Linked DNA regions of Mus musculus: region 1 is linked to region 2. Evidence: chromatin contacts called from public HiChIP or PLAC-seq data. All regions are on one chromosome and are shown on one strand. The core of a region is the stretch at or near the end of the contact, and the rest is flanking DNA. Distances in the headings are between cores, read along the strand shown.

The links. HiChIP or PLAC-seq counts read pairs in DNA pulled down with a chosen protein or histone mark.
Region 1: a contact with region 2 is called in an H3K4me3 HiChIP or PLAC-seq map of bone marrow-derived macrophages, with 3 times the contacts expected there. The contact joins two enhancer-like sites. A contact is called at or near these places in 2 of 115 datasets of contacts at active chromatin or transcription factors (astrocytes and bone marrow-derived macrophages) and 1 of 9 other capture datasets (embryonic stem cells).

Annotation. Positions count from the first base shown.
Region 1 is chr13:107,613,677-107,621,082 of GRCm38.p6, reverse strand. No RefSeq gene overlaps it. Among named protein-coding and RNA genes, the nearest start is that of Gm32090, 4.5 kb to the right of the region's middle. Within about 2 kb of position 1,347, at least 99 of the 459 cell types and tissues checked have an H3K27ac peak or open chromatin away from gene starts, as enhancers often do. A contact at or near this core is called in bone marrow-derived macrophages, where this site is marked.
Region 2 is chr13:107,090,397-107,097,577 of GRCm38.p6, reverse strand. All of the region lies in intron 3 of Gm31452 (a long non-coding RNA gene), which reads right to left. Among named protein-coding and RNA genes, the nearest start is that of Gm41051, 28 kb to the left of the region's middle. Within about 2 kb of position 2,952, at least 137 of the 459 cell types and tissues checked have an H3K27ac peak or open chromatin away from gene starts, as enhancers often do. A contact at or near this core is called in bone marrow-derived macrophages, where this site is marked.

The DNA.
Region 1 (7,406 bases), core at 98-2,597, 530 kb before region 2:
CATTATCACAAGTCTCTGGGGGAAGCCATGGAAGTTTCTCTGATTATTCTTGTCATCAGCTCCTGACCTCATGTTGCCTGAGCTATCACACTGCCCTGCAAGCCTGGAAATGAGTCTTTCGTCCTCTGTTCTAATCTTGCTGCTTTTATTTGATATTATTTGTAACTCTTGGGTAGCGTTCTCCAGCTCTGTTCTCTCGGAACTAGCCTGGCAGATAGTTGGTACCCTGAAGATATGAGGAGACTGAATCTTCCAGAACAACCCAGGTTCCAGGGGCCAGAGTTCCATAGGAAGGGGTAGTCAGGTCATGAAGGCTTTGTGGGAATCATTTTCCTGTTCAGGCTCAGATCAGTCCTTTGCTTTCTCATTCCCCGCCCCCCCACCCCCCAGCCCCCAACTTCTGAAGAGTGTGGTGTATGAGGGAATGGAGATCAATGGGAGGAAAACCACCAGACAGTCTTTCTGCTTTGGACAACATCTCTTGCAGGGGCCAGGTGGTCTTCTTGAGGCTCTCCGGGAGGCCCTGACTCCTGGGTACCAATGACCTCACCTCTCCCCTTTGTCCCTGCCACTGGCTTCCTGCTGGTGCTAATCTCTGGATTGCCTTTCCCTCCCCTTTGCCCTTTCACCTCCCCCTGCAGCAACTCCCCTGCATTAAATTCCCTCTCTTTGGCTCTTTTGTTAGCGGGACCCTGTCAATGAAGTCTGACATGCTGTGGTGAGAGGCCTGGCCTCATGTTCTCTGTGGGATATTCCACTATAAGCGCCATGGGAGAAGCATGCCGCGATCAAATGGAGCTTTGCTAGATGGCTCCTAGAAGATTCATTGAGCGGAGATATTGGTAGTCTGGGGGCACCCTAGGGGATATGGAGAGCGCCTTGAGGAACCTGAGAACTTCCTGTCACTTCATGTATGCGTGCCACCGATTTTGTTCTGGGATAAGAGCCTATAGCTTTCACCGGATTCTCCAAGGGAATTCAAAATATGTTAACAGCACGGGACTAGTTGTAGGACATCCATTTAAGAGTCCTGCGAGTCATTGTTCTGTGTGGGTCCTAATAGGAAATGGGACTCCCCTGAGCTCAGAATGAGACTTAAACAAGGGGAGCTCCTTCAGAAGTCTGGGCAGAATAGTGTGAACAGACAGGGGTAGGGGTGGGGTGGCAGACTTAGTTATAGCAACTAAGTGACGGTATGAAAGCCTATGACTGTAGGGTCACAGGAGGACACTGGGAGACTGGGGCTTGTGACTGGGGCTACAATCACTCAGTATAAGCAGAGTTCTGGGAGGAGTCAGCCACCCCATAGATGGGGACTCAAGAGAGGAACAAAGGAGGAGGGCCTGGCTGACCACATCTGCCTTGCCCTGGCAGCTGATAACCCAGAGAGTCTGAGTGATGTGGTGGGCAGGGCAGAGAGCGGCAGAGAATGTGGGTAAACAGATGAGCAGGGACAGAGCAGCGTGGGTGGACAGATTAAGCAACACACAGCGCACACTGCTAAAACTGCCCAAGAGAGAATCGGCCTGTCACGTTTGGTAGCTCCAGACCACCATTACTCACCATCTGACCTGGATTCTCCTTTTGATCAAACCTTTCCCCCACGAACTTGGCTCTGCCTGCTAAAGCCAGACGGAAGAGAAACAAAACCGAGTCGTCTGCTGTTAAGCTTTAAGCTGACCACGGAAGTCACAGAATGTGCCTGGGCTCCATCCATAGAGAACAGGGGTTGGATCTGACGTTCCCTGTGGTACCTTCTGGCGCACAGAGTTTATGATGCTTGAAGAGGGTCTTTGACTCTTTCCCTATTAAAGGCATTCAAGTGTTCTGACTCCTTCTAAGGAGGCGAACACCCTTCCCTTCTACGCTGCCATTGCCTGGCAGTGACCTAGAATCTTCCGGAGAGCAAGGCCTACTGTGCCCCAGTCCCTGCAAGGAGTGTTAGCAGCATTTCCTCGGCTTTGGCCATGCTGTTGATTGTACAGAAATGCTTCAATATGCGCTCGTGTTTAAGTGCTACCCAGGCTGCAGAGGAATTACGCTTGCGTATCTATTTGCATTACAGTCTGTGTCCTAGAGAAACTTCACATAAAGAAACAGGCTTGGCAACTCTGTTTCCCTGGCTGGTGGAAGAGATGAAGGGTTGCTGCAGGAGGGAGCCGGCTTTTGTATGCTTTTTTTTTTCTCTTTAATTTTATTAGCCGATGCAAATGATCTGTTCCACAAATGTAAAACAAGAGGACAAGAAAATGATCCCCCGTGTCAACATCAGGATGCCTGACTTAAAATCCCATTCAAACAGCTCCCCCCCCCCCCCAATGATCAGACACTGAATACATTATTTTTCTGACTTTGACAAAACCACTCTGCACAAAGAAGCAGCCCCGTGAGGTTACAGATAAACCAACCACGTTAAAACTTAGCATTTTCATGTCAGTCACAGATTTTCTTAAGGGCCAAGTTACTGTTTAAGGACTAATGTGTTTGGAGAGGAGAAAAAAAAATCGGCACTGTGTTATTAGGTAGGATCCCTTTTACATACAGGGTCTGGATCAGTTTGGCCCCGATTGTGTCTCTTGCTTTATTGTCCTACTTCAAACACAGGGCCGTGAGCATCATCTCAAGGAAGGGCTGATTGAACTGTCGCCCTGACACTTGTCAGCTGTGGATAATACGGGTTTCAGTCTGTCACGCTTTCACATAAATGAACCATGACAGAGATAGACTGTTGAATAGAAAAAGCAGTTTTACTGAGGATAACCTTTCTTGAATAAATGCAACAAATATTAAAGGGTGAAGGGGAGGGGGAACCATACCTTAGCAGAGTGGGGGCATTCAGAAGCAAATGCTTATTATGCTTTTGGGCCATCAAAATTGCCCATTTATCAAAAATGCGTTATTGAGAGGAAATGTAGAAGTGTTATGGTTATCATAAAAAATGATGGCAAGCAAGTCTGCGTGGTGTTCAGTATGAGATCATAGAACAAACCCAGGTACATCTCGCCAGCCTTAGAAACAGAGGCACTGCGCGAACACAAACGCAATCCATAATTGTCCTTTGAAAATGGTGGCTCACGTCTTAATTAACAGAGCAAAAGGAGAATCTGAAACTCTTTTTCCCCCCCCTTTTTTGATTTCTTCTCCTTTTTTTGTTGTAAAAGAAAGAAGGAGAGAACTCCCAACAGAAACTGTGGAAAGTCCACATTTCAATCAGGACAGTCCAAAGAATGATTTGAATTTACAGGCCTGTAATTGGAACAAATTGGAAACAAAAGAAGAGCTCATTCAAGCCACGTGATGTGGCCACAGGGCTTCTGTGTACAGTATGTTATGAAAAAAAAAATCGTGTTTCTTGAGAGCAGAGAACTCCACTGCAGGCTCCAAGCAATTTGCATAAATGTCTCTACCATGATTTTTTTTTATTTATGGGACCTAAGTTTCTAATTAAATACTAATTAATACTATCACCAGAATTGTCTCCCATCCCTAGCTCTTCATAGCTTTGTCACTTTGATTAATGCACAGTCATTTATTAACTTATTTAACAAGCCGGGGTGCCTCATGACAAACTAGATTAAATTATCCTCATAACAGTCTCATTACTGAAAAAAGAGAGAGTTTTAAACTTAATAAAAATTATCCTCAATAATGTTAAAGCCTTTTCACCATACCCTTAAAAGATAGAAATAGGTTCCTTGTTTGATTTATAATATATGGAGTTGTATAAAGCACCCATTAGTAAAATTTATAAGTTCATTTAAGCTTGCATATTACCATAGTGCTGTAGCCGTGGGTGCTTATTATTTAACTTTTGCCATAGTTATGAAGATAATTAATGTCCTGACCAGACAGGGACTAAAATACCCACTAGAATGAAATAATTAGAGACATAAATAATGTTTAGATTCTTGTGGGCTGCTTTCTAAATTAATTGTTTTGTTTTCTATCCAAACTTGATAAAGAAAAAAAAGAGAGAGAGTTTCCCAAGACACTGGGCAGTGATGGTTGGAGGTTTGTCTCTGGACTGGCAAACTCTCTGAGGCTGGGCTGTGTCTGGGCTGGAGTAGGGAGATGTCTGTGGCAGCTGGCCATCCTGGTCGAATGGTCAGCCCTCGTCCCTCCCTGGCTCCCTCAAGTGGCCAGGTTCACCCTGGCCAGGCCTGTTTGGTAGAGGAGTTGCTGGGCAGTTGAATAAGGTAACTCAGAAATGAGCACTGAAGAAATGTCTTCTCTCATGCTGAGGTAAAATTCGAGTCTTAGAGGAGAGCACCATGTGCCTGTGCTGACGAACCACAACTTGGACAGGGGTGGTTGTAGCCTTCAGGTCCTGCTGCAAAGTAAATATGCATAAATACTGGATCACCAAGGGGACGGGGTGCGGATGCTGTTCAGGCTGTTTTTTAAAATTTGCATATACTCCACTCAAGGGCACATCCTGTCCTTGACTTTCGTTTCCTGCTAAAATAGCACTTTTCAAGCTCCTGACCTTGTATCTAAGCTGTGGGATAAGGGCCCATTCTTGACTCTCCCTGCTCCTTGGTCTTCCTTGATGGAAATCAGTTCATGACTACGCTCTCTTTAAGGTCGTGGTGCTCTGAGTCTTTGGGTAGGGTTTTGGGAAAGAAGCACTTTTTCTTTGGCCACAACAGGAAGGGGTGAAGCCTTGTTATATTCAGAACCCTTCGGCATACACAGTGCTGTCTCTGTTCCTCTGGGCTCCGGAGAAGTTCATGAGCCAGGAGAGTTAGCATGACTGCTGAGAAATCCTGTGGTGATTTTAGTTCACAAGCAGGGAATGGGAACCTGGCACTTTCCCCTTCTGCATCTATGGTCCTCTCTGCTGCCGTGCATCTCTCTACCTCTTCTATTCCTTTTTATCGCACTCTTCTTTTTTTTCTTCCTACATCTTTTCCCTTGATTCAGAGCAGAGAGATAGAGTGATCACCCTACTCTGTTCTGATGCTACCTCACTGGTCAAAGTGACACAGGCTATTTTCAGCAAAACTCTGTACATGGAAGAATAGTTTTACACAAGGTTAAAATGTTTTGGATGATAGCTCCTCCAATTTACACCTCACCCCTGAGCAGTGAGCAGATGACAAAAAGTCTTTACTCTTAATTTCTCTTGTTTAGTATTAAGACCTCCAGTTTTTCAAATCTTTTACTAGAGATTTATTAGTAAGTGGCAGCTTTGGCCAAACACAGTTCAGTTGTAGATGAAGTGTTGGCTACACATTTCTCCAGATCTCTTGCAGGCAACTTTATTTGAACTCTGTGTATTATATCCCCAGATTTATCCAGTGTTCCTTATGAGTATGCAGAGCAAACTCTCTTAAGCAAGGTATCTCTAGGAGGAACAAGCAAAATTTCACAGATTGAAGTAAGATACTGTGAGAGAGGAGCTCTTGGCTAGTCCAGGGAAGTGAGATCTCTGGTGCTTCTATTCCTTTCTAGATTCTTCTTGTGAGCATCCATTGGCTTTGTGGTGGTGGAGGGTAGAGTGAATGTGGCCACATGGATTGGAATCATACGATACGGATGCAAAGTTGGGAGAAGAGACAAGATTCTACTTTTCAGTGGTCCCCAGACTGTAATGGCAAAGCCAAGTCCAAAGACAGATTCTCTGCCTCCAGTTTCAGTTACCACTCCAGCCTCTCTGGGATGAGACCCAAGAGTGTGCGTTTATGACAGTCTTCCAGGCACACAGAAGCAAAGGAGGAGTCCATGAACCAGTTGTTAGGTAGTGCTGGGTGCAGAAGGGGAGAAAGAGAACATGGAAGGACTGATAGAAAGGGAGGGTGTTTTGTTTGCATCGTCTTTACCTCCATGACAACACTGAGGTCTTCTGTAGAGTATTCTTACCTAGGGCTGCATCATCAGGTGTGTGTGTGTCTGTCTGTCTGTCTGTCTGTACACAAAGGGTACGCCCTAGAGCCACAGAGAGAAGTTTGGCCACAATGCACATCTCCTAGGCTCTGCACAACACTTCTCCTAAGCACCTTCTTTGGAGGATGGACTTAAATTCTGGCCTACACGTTGTCTTCCAGAGTCTTTGACATTAAAATTTGCCTCATTCATCTCTTCATTTTGATAGAAAACAAACTCTTCTCTGAAGTTGAGTCTAAAGGAGATTGGGGTACAGGTGTGTTCTGAAGCTTGGGCTGCTGTAAGCATTTGAGTAAAAAGATTGTCTAGAGGGGTTCTATTTCCCACCTCTGAAGCAACTCCCTAGAACAATCAAGGTGTGAAAATGGCCTTAACTAAATTAGCAGAGGCACCAGTGTCCTAATTTGAGTTGGAGTTTTAGTGAGGTTTTACATTTGAGTGACATGGGAAGGCAGTGGATACGTCTCCAAGCATCCAGTGAGGACTTCCTGGCTTATTAGAATTTCTCTTGTGGTAACATCAGGCACAGTGGTGGGTGCCGGCAGAAGGTGGAGATGGAAGAAAGATCTTTGTCCTTTGGTTTGATTGTGTGTCTTTGAGGACTAACAGTCCCTTTTCCCTGGGCCTTAAGAGTAAGTTGTGAGGTTAATCTGAGACAGTGTTGTACATCTTTCAGCCACTTGGCAGAGTACAGAATTCTTGTATCCAGATGGTTCCATGAATGTAGCTGTGGACACAGGCAGAAGGAAGCAATAGGACCTGGAGTCCAGGCCTATACAATGTGGGTTCTGTAAAACTTTCCACTGAGAATGTCAGAGAACACCAAGAAACTTACTTTTGTCTTTTAAAGTCTTGGGTTTTCTACATTTCCGTTTTGGTAGATGTAAAGGTTTTGTCTTTTACGGTCGATTTTAATGCTAAGTGTGGGTCCCCAGCCCCTGTGACCCTGTCCCCCCAAGTTATTTCTGATTGGTAAATAAAGATGCAGAAAGCCAATATCTGGGCAGAAGAGACATAGGCAGGGCTTAGGGTTCCAAAGCTTAGTGCTAGAGGAGAAGCATGGAAGAGGAGGAGGAAGAAGAGGAAGAGAGAGAAACTGCATTGGTTAGGTGAGCCATAAGTATGTCACCCTGAGGCCTGGCTGTTGGAGTTAAGAGCAGCCCAGATGAAACATAGAAAATAGTGAACAATAACTCAGGGTTCTAACAGCATGGAGGGCAGGCAGCTGCCCAGCTATTGTGCTGCTTAAGGCTTACTGTAAATATCAAGGCTATGAGTGTGCTTTTTAAATCAAGGAACTTAAATGGTTTAAGGCAGGATAGAATCCGTGGGCTGGGACTTAAATACTTATAACAGGTAGACTATTTGAAAGGAGGGAAATGCCAGTCTGTTTGTAGTATTTAAAAATAAATAAAGTGTTGGAAATGTGAGCTCAGTTACTTCCTTGCTTCTCTGTTGCATGTACATTAGGAAACAGAGCCATACACTACTGGTTTAGAATGCTGTGAAAAGCATGGTTT
Region 2 (7,181 bases), core at 1,703-4,202:
TCGCCTTCTAGTGAGAAATATACTCAGAGAAGCATGGCTTCTGAGGAGGCCGTTGTTATCTGGTTTTAACCACAAATAAGCCACTCCATCTGGCTTTTGAGTCGTTGTCCCCTCATTTCCAGAATTTTCAATAATGCTGAGCAGAGCCTCTGCCTCACCACCTCCCGGGAAGTCTTAACAGCCTGAAGCTCTCCACTAAAAGATTCTAGGATTTTCTTTTAGGGTACTTGTATTTTAAGCATGTGGGGTTAAAAAAAAAAAAAGAACCAGCTACTAATATATTCTTAAAGCTGACTCTCCCATACCACCTGTCACCCTATTTATTCTCAACACCCCAGGAGTGCGACGTTGCTTCAGGCAAGGCTGGTTGTGTGACCAAAATGTCAGCAACTGGGAATCCCATAAATAGCAGCAGAGAGGACAAATAGGATGACTCAGTGAAGCCCTTTGAGTCAGGCAGGGACTTAATTACAGGGCACCAAACCCATCATCTCTGACATCATCCCTGGACCTCACCTGGCCCACATCATGCATCTCGCTTCCTTTGAAGATGCGCAGTCATCCTCCTAGCTGCCATCAGAAGGTGCCGTGCCAGGACCAGAGGGTTCCTATAAGCTAATCATTGGTGTCCTTGACAATCGGTTCCTTTCTGAGACTGGCCGGATGCTCACAGTGTTAGCTAGCATCTACCTAGCTCGGGGCGCTTTCTTCTGTGGGACAGACAAGACAGCACTTTGGCTCCCTGCCTCCATCTCCACTATCACAAAGTCAGGGAAACTTGTCTAGCTATAGGCCTGTCATAAGGATCAAAGTCAAGTTGGCCAATTTCATGATATCATGGCAACGGAAAACTACAGCCATGGAAGGAGGATCAGTGGATCCCAGTTCAGAGATGGATAAATAGGTGAAGTACCGAGTATGTGGGGCAAGGAAAACATTCCAGATGATACTACAATGGTGGACGCTGATATGCACATCTGTCAAGACCCATACAGAGGAGCAAACATTAATGCAGACTATGGATTTCAAGCACATGTTAATTAAACATAATAATCTGTTTCATTACAATAGTTTCACATACATATATAATTTATTTTAATCATATTTTCCCACTATTACCCTGTTTTTCCCACTCCATGTGTCTACACCCCCTTCCCAATTACGGGCAATGGGTTTTTATCTAAAACGTATCAACCTAGGCTCATGGATTATAACAAGTCTCCCACACTTACAGGAGACGGTAATGGAGGAACTGGGAAGAGAGGGCAGGTGTGAGGGAAGCTCTGTGTACTTTATATAAACTGAACAGTGCTCTAGAGTACAAAAGCTTTGTGGGGAAGCCAAGTTTTGGATAAGATGCATGAAAGTGCTTTTTAAGACCAGCACCCAAATGATCTTAAAGACCTCGATTCTGACTTATCGTTCAGAAGGTTGCTAAGCTCTTTGCTGCATGACAAAGAGCCCCAAGGGACGCCCTGATGGCTTGTCATTGTAACTTACGGTCCATTGAAGATTCTGCCTTTTTTAAACTGCCCAATTGGGGAAGATGGGTCCATTCATAAAGTGTATGCTTCTGAACCATGAAGTTAAGTAGAGGCAGGCATGTTGGAACAAGGCTGTAACTCTAGCACAGGGGAGGTGGGTGTTGGTCCCCAGGGCTTGCCAATCAACCTGTGAGTGTTGAGTTCACTGAGAAATTCTATCTCCAAAGCCAAGGTGGGGAAGACGCAGGACATTGACCTCTGTGTACCCACAGGTACACACACACACACACACACACACACAGGTACACACCCAGGTAGACATGCACACAGGGAGAAACACAGGTACATACACACAGGTAGACACACACATACAGGGAAGGAGAGAGAGAGAGAGAGAGAGAGAGAGAGAGAGAGAGAGAGAGAGAAACTGCCCAGAAATGTTATCCTACAATAACCTTAAACATTGTGGTTTTTCACTTCCATCTCTGACTCACACCCTGCCCTGTATTTTAGCACCTGTATTTGATTACAGTCACATTTTTCAGCACTGACAAAGCCACGAGAAGATGTAGGTCAGGATTAGTGTCAGTTAGGTTGGAAGGAAACTTTTTTCGTTTTAAACTGGAGAATGTCTGCAACTGGCAGGGCTTTGTACAGTGTCTTGCTGGAGGGCTGTGTCAGCTATGAGCCCCACCCCCAACCCTGTGAGACTCACAAGTTACAGAGCCAGAAAGGGGAGGAGTGGGGTCATAATTAGCCACAGGAACATAGTAATGGCAGAACCGGAGTTCACACTCAGAGCAAAAGTTGCTAGAAGCTGTCCTCAGGTCTTGCCATGTAGACTAGGCAGCTGAGTTCAGCCAGTTTATTCTTGGATAATGGTGGTCAGTTGCATTCCTTCCTGGGTAATACATGTATTTTTGACAAGAGCCTTCAAAGCATTCGACAAAGATTTCCAGTGTTCCTGAAGTGCAACTGTTGGCGCGCTGTACTCGCAGCTATTAATAGACTTACTATGACCAAAAGAAATGCAGTCTGTGGTCAAATACCTAGGAAATGCCGCACACGACAGACCGCTTTGTGAACAATTAAAATGGACACTCGGTCTTAAAGGCTCTATGCAGCTGCCACTAAGAAAACCACTTAGCTTCATTTAACTCCACCATTGTCCCAATTTATTTGAGTATGGAGCGATTTGCAGAATAGTATACTTAATAACCTTTCTTTGAATTCTTGAACGGGAAGTTTTGACTTCACTAGAGGAAAGAACTGGTTGGGGAGTCACCACGGCATGGTTCTCGGAGGTTCTCATAAGGAAATGATCTCACGCCAGCCTTTCTGGTTCACTGGAGAGTGTCACGTATCTCACAGCAGCGCTCCCAGTTCAGCATCGCTGAGTACCCCATGCGCTTCACACCAGGACAGGGAACACATTTGCCCACATCCTGTGCTCGCAACTGTTCCACAGGATGCACACTAGATCCTGTTATCACTGTGTACAGCTTAAAAGGACTCCCAGCTAGAACCATACACAGTACGCGGTGAAAAACAAAGAGAAGCAGGTGTTAGAAAGAGCAGAATGGAGAATAGGATCTGATTTGTTTTGTTTTGTTTTGTTTTGTTTTGTTTGTCCAAAACAGGATTTCTCTGTGTAATGGTCCTAACTGTCCTGAAACTCACTTTGTAGACCAGGCTGACCTTGAACTCACAGAGATGGGCCTGCCTCTGCCTCATCCAAGTGCTAGGATCAAAGGCATGTGCCACCTCATCTGGTGAAAACAGGATCTGATACAAGGAAACAGAAAAACAAAGCAGAGTTGGCATGTCTTGCCTCCTTCTCACTGACGCTTTGTAGACTTCTATGCATTTAGACACTAAGTCTCTAATGAATGATCCTGGAAAGTCAGAGCACTTTGAATACTAATAAGATGAACAGTGTGTGCAAAGAAGAAAGTTCTCTGCAATACACAGACTGAAAGAAGTTACTGTTGGAAGTTTGCTCTCGTGTAATCATTGAGGACACTTTTCAAAACCACTCCCCATTTCAGGGTACAGAATGTCTGATCCCACCACCACCACCACCACCCAAAGTCTAGCTAAGGAATTCGGACAATGGGTTTGACATAGAGGATGAGAGCAAGTTCTGTCTGCACACATGCAAGTCCTGCCTGTGCACATGCAAGACTCTACCCAGAACAGCCCCACAGCTGTCCACCCTTGGTCCTGGCAAGGGGAGGGAACATTACCAAGAGGGAGCCTGCTATGAGCAGAATGAGGCTGGGCTGCCACTCCCTTGGAGTCTAAAGGAGGGAGCATTTCTGAGGCACCCAGAGGCCAAACCCCAACTGATAATAGAAGGGAAGGAACCAAAGAGTTTCCCATTTCAGTGGCAAGCCATATCGGAACATTGTTCTTTGAGGCTTTTATCTCTCTGGAAATCCCTGGTTTCAAGCGGACTTTCTTGTGCAGAGTAATACCCAGTAAAATTGGATGTGAGAGGCTGGGGAGATGGCTCAGTGGTTGAAAGCATTTGCTCTGGCAGAAGACCCAGATTTAGTTCCCAGCATCCACAGAGTGGCTCACAGCTATCTGTAATTCCAGTACCTAGGGAGCCTTTTTCTGACTTCCACAGGTACCAGCCATGCACATGGTATACATATATATACATTAAGGGAAAAAATATATGTATAACAAAGATATGAAGATATATTTGTTTTTGAGAATATCATCTGAATACAGAGGATATTTTGTGAGATCTCAAGCATAAATTCCACGAGGAAGTGACACATATCAAAACTATGGGTGCCTCATAGGACACCATAAACAAGGATCTCTCGTCCAAGGACAGACCAGGACAAGACTGTCCCGTGCAGTGGTTAGGAGCATGAACACCACGTGGGACAGACTTGTTATAGAATCTCAGCTTGCCATTTAATATCCGTGCATGCTGTTAAGTGTTAACGGACCACACGGCACCTTAGCTTGCTTCCCTGGAAAAGAGACCGAGAATCTTTCCCTCACATAGGGAGTCAATGTAATGACCTACAGATATGGAGAACATAATGCCCGACATACGCTAAGTACTCCACATACTGCTGCACTTGGAAGAGTCAGATTTCTCTCCAAGACTGGCGAAGGGGTAAGAGGCGAACAGACAAGCAGATGGAAGAGATGGGGAAAGAGGCTGTGTTCAGATGCTCTGTGAGTTGATAGAAAGTCTGTGGGCATCGGGGCACAGTTGGGAGGTACAGTGCTTGCCTTGATTTTGTCTCCAGCAGTGCCCCTTCACCCCCAAAAAAAACTGTTAAGGAAAATATAACTATAGCAGGAAACTTGACCTGTTCTCCACCCAAAATATCACTATGTACTTGTGTCCTTATCACGGCATTGAGCTGGTATGGCCAGAAGGTCCTCAGGAAACAGAAAAACAAAGTGAGGTTAAATTTGGAGAGAGTAACTTTACAGGGAGTATTACCAACAGCCTTTTATAACAGTGGCCAACTGTGGTTTTTGTCATCAAATGAACGTTTTATGACTATTAACTTCCGCAATAGTCTTAAATAGATTCCCGGCTGTCTGCACGTCTCACAATGTGTTCCCAAGGCACAGGGTCAGAGCATAATAGACAAGCCAGACCCTTCCCCATGTCCCCTGTACTATTGAAGTACAGGCTGGGGAGTGGACCATGGGCCTGTCCCTAACTTCCCAGTCCCCCCACTGAACTACTCGCAGCTGCACTCAGCCCGTGGGACAAAAGGGAACCCCTCCAGGATATTTTTATAAAACACAGTTATAAGATCAATGGGATAGTTTTGAATGCACTTGCTTACTAATGGGATTTTTTACAAGATGAGAATAAATGAGAAATTAGCCCGAATTTCCCCCAGACAGATGTTTTAAAGAAATCCAAGCCTTCTAAAATGCTACTTAGAATGTTTTTCTAAGCTAAAACAAAAAAATAAAAAACAGCAAAATTGCTCTTAGTTAAATGCTTAATGATAATTATTACCAATATATTCATTTCAGAGTAACTCTACGCCACAGTGTAGTTACTTTTTTGCATAGTGTCTGAGTACATTTATCAGTCATTAGAGTCCCTGAATTAAAGTACTAACGCAGTAGACTGATTTTATAGACGAGAGAAGCCAGTTTTACTTTTTTAGTATGTTATTAGAACCCCATGTTGCCATGTCTTCTCTCAAATATATTATTTGGTATTTGACCAAGTGGCCCTAACCAAAGAATATGATCTTTAATTAATACATTAAGCCTAGGGAAATAAACACTGTTAACGATCCTGCTACACCCCAGTTTCTAAGAGAATGGGGTGGACATAAGCCTATGCGCCTGGCGGATGGTGTTTCTACATGTTTAAGAGACTAGAAGGCTTTCTCTTTCCCTTCCATCCCAGACACTTGGGGAGCCACAGGGTACCATGCAGACATGGCCAAGTCCAAGAACTACAGCACACACAGCTAGTCCTGAAAGTGGCATAGAAGTGTCACACACACACACACAAACTTGGTCACAATGATATGACTCTCTTAAGAGTCACCCTCAAGTTCTTCAGGAACCTGCATTTGCCAAGAAGCACAAAAGAGGACCGAATGTCCAGGTAAGCCATGCCGATGCCATGCTGAAACCATCAAGGCCCTCATGGAGCCAAAGGAAGCTCAACTCAGCCACTGATTTGCTTCTGTCCAGGTCCACGATTGTGAATCAGATGTGGCTACATGAGTGTACTGGCTGGGTTTGTGAGTCAACTTGACACAAGCTGAAGTTGTCACAGAGAAAGGAGCCTCCCTTGAGGAAATGCCTCCATGAGATCCAGCTGTGGGGCATTTTCTCAATTAGTGATCAATGGTGGGAGCTCATTCTGGGTGATGCCATCCCTGGGCTGGTAATACAGGAGGTTCTATGAGAAAGTAAGCTAAACAAGCCAGGGGAAGCAAGCCAGTGAGTAACATCCCTCCATGGCCTCTGCATCAGCTCCTGCTTCCTGACCTGCTTGAGTTCCAGTCCTGACTCCTTTTGGTGGTGAACAGCAATGTGGAAAATGTAAGCTGAATAAATCCTTTCCTCTCCAACTTGCTTCTTTGTCGTGATGTTTGTGCAGGAATAGAAACCCTGATTAAGACAATGGCAAAAGTCACAAACTCTGCCAACCAAAGGCCAAGGCTCAAACCAAAGCCAAAACTGTAGTTCTCTCTCAGGCCCCATGGGAAGGCTTTTATTGGAAAATGTCAATGTGAAGAGAGATGGACTGGAGACTCCTGCTCACACTGTCTGCACACACTGTTTGCAAAAGGCTGGTGTCCCATACTGTTGTACAAATAACCATGAGGCTAGAACTGCTGTTTGTTTGTTTGTTTGTTTGTTTGTTTGTTTAAAAAGAAGTGAAGGCTGGCTTACATCAGCTATTTGATGAAAGAGTCCCACCAAAACCTGCTAAAGAACACAAAACCCATCCTTGGAGTGTGTTCTCATTTGTATATACAGGGTAGTACCAGCTGAAGAAGGCGAGAAGAGGAAGTTGCCTATATTGTTCACAAGGGGAAAAGTGTTTTAAAATGCATGTTTAATTTTTTTTTTTTAATTTTGGGTTTTTGGTTTTTTTTTTTTGAGACAAGGCTTCCCCTGTGTAGCCCTGGCTGTCCTGGAACTCAACTCTGTAGGCAAGGCTGGCCTAAAACTCAA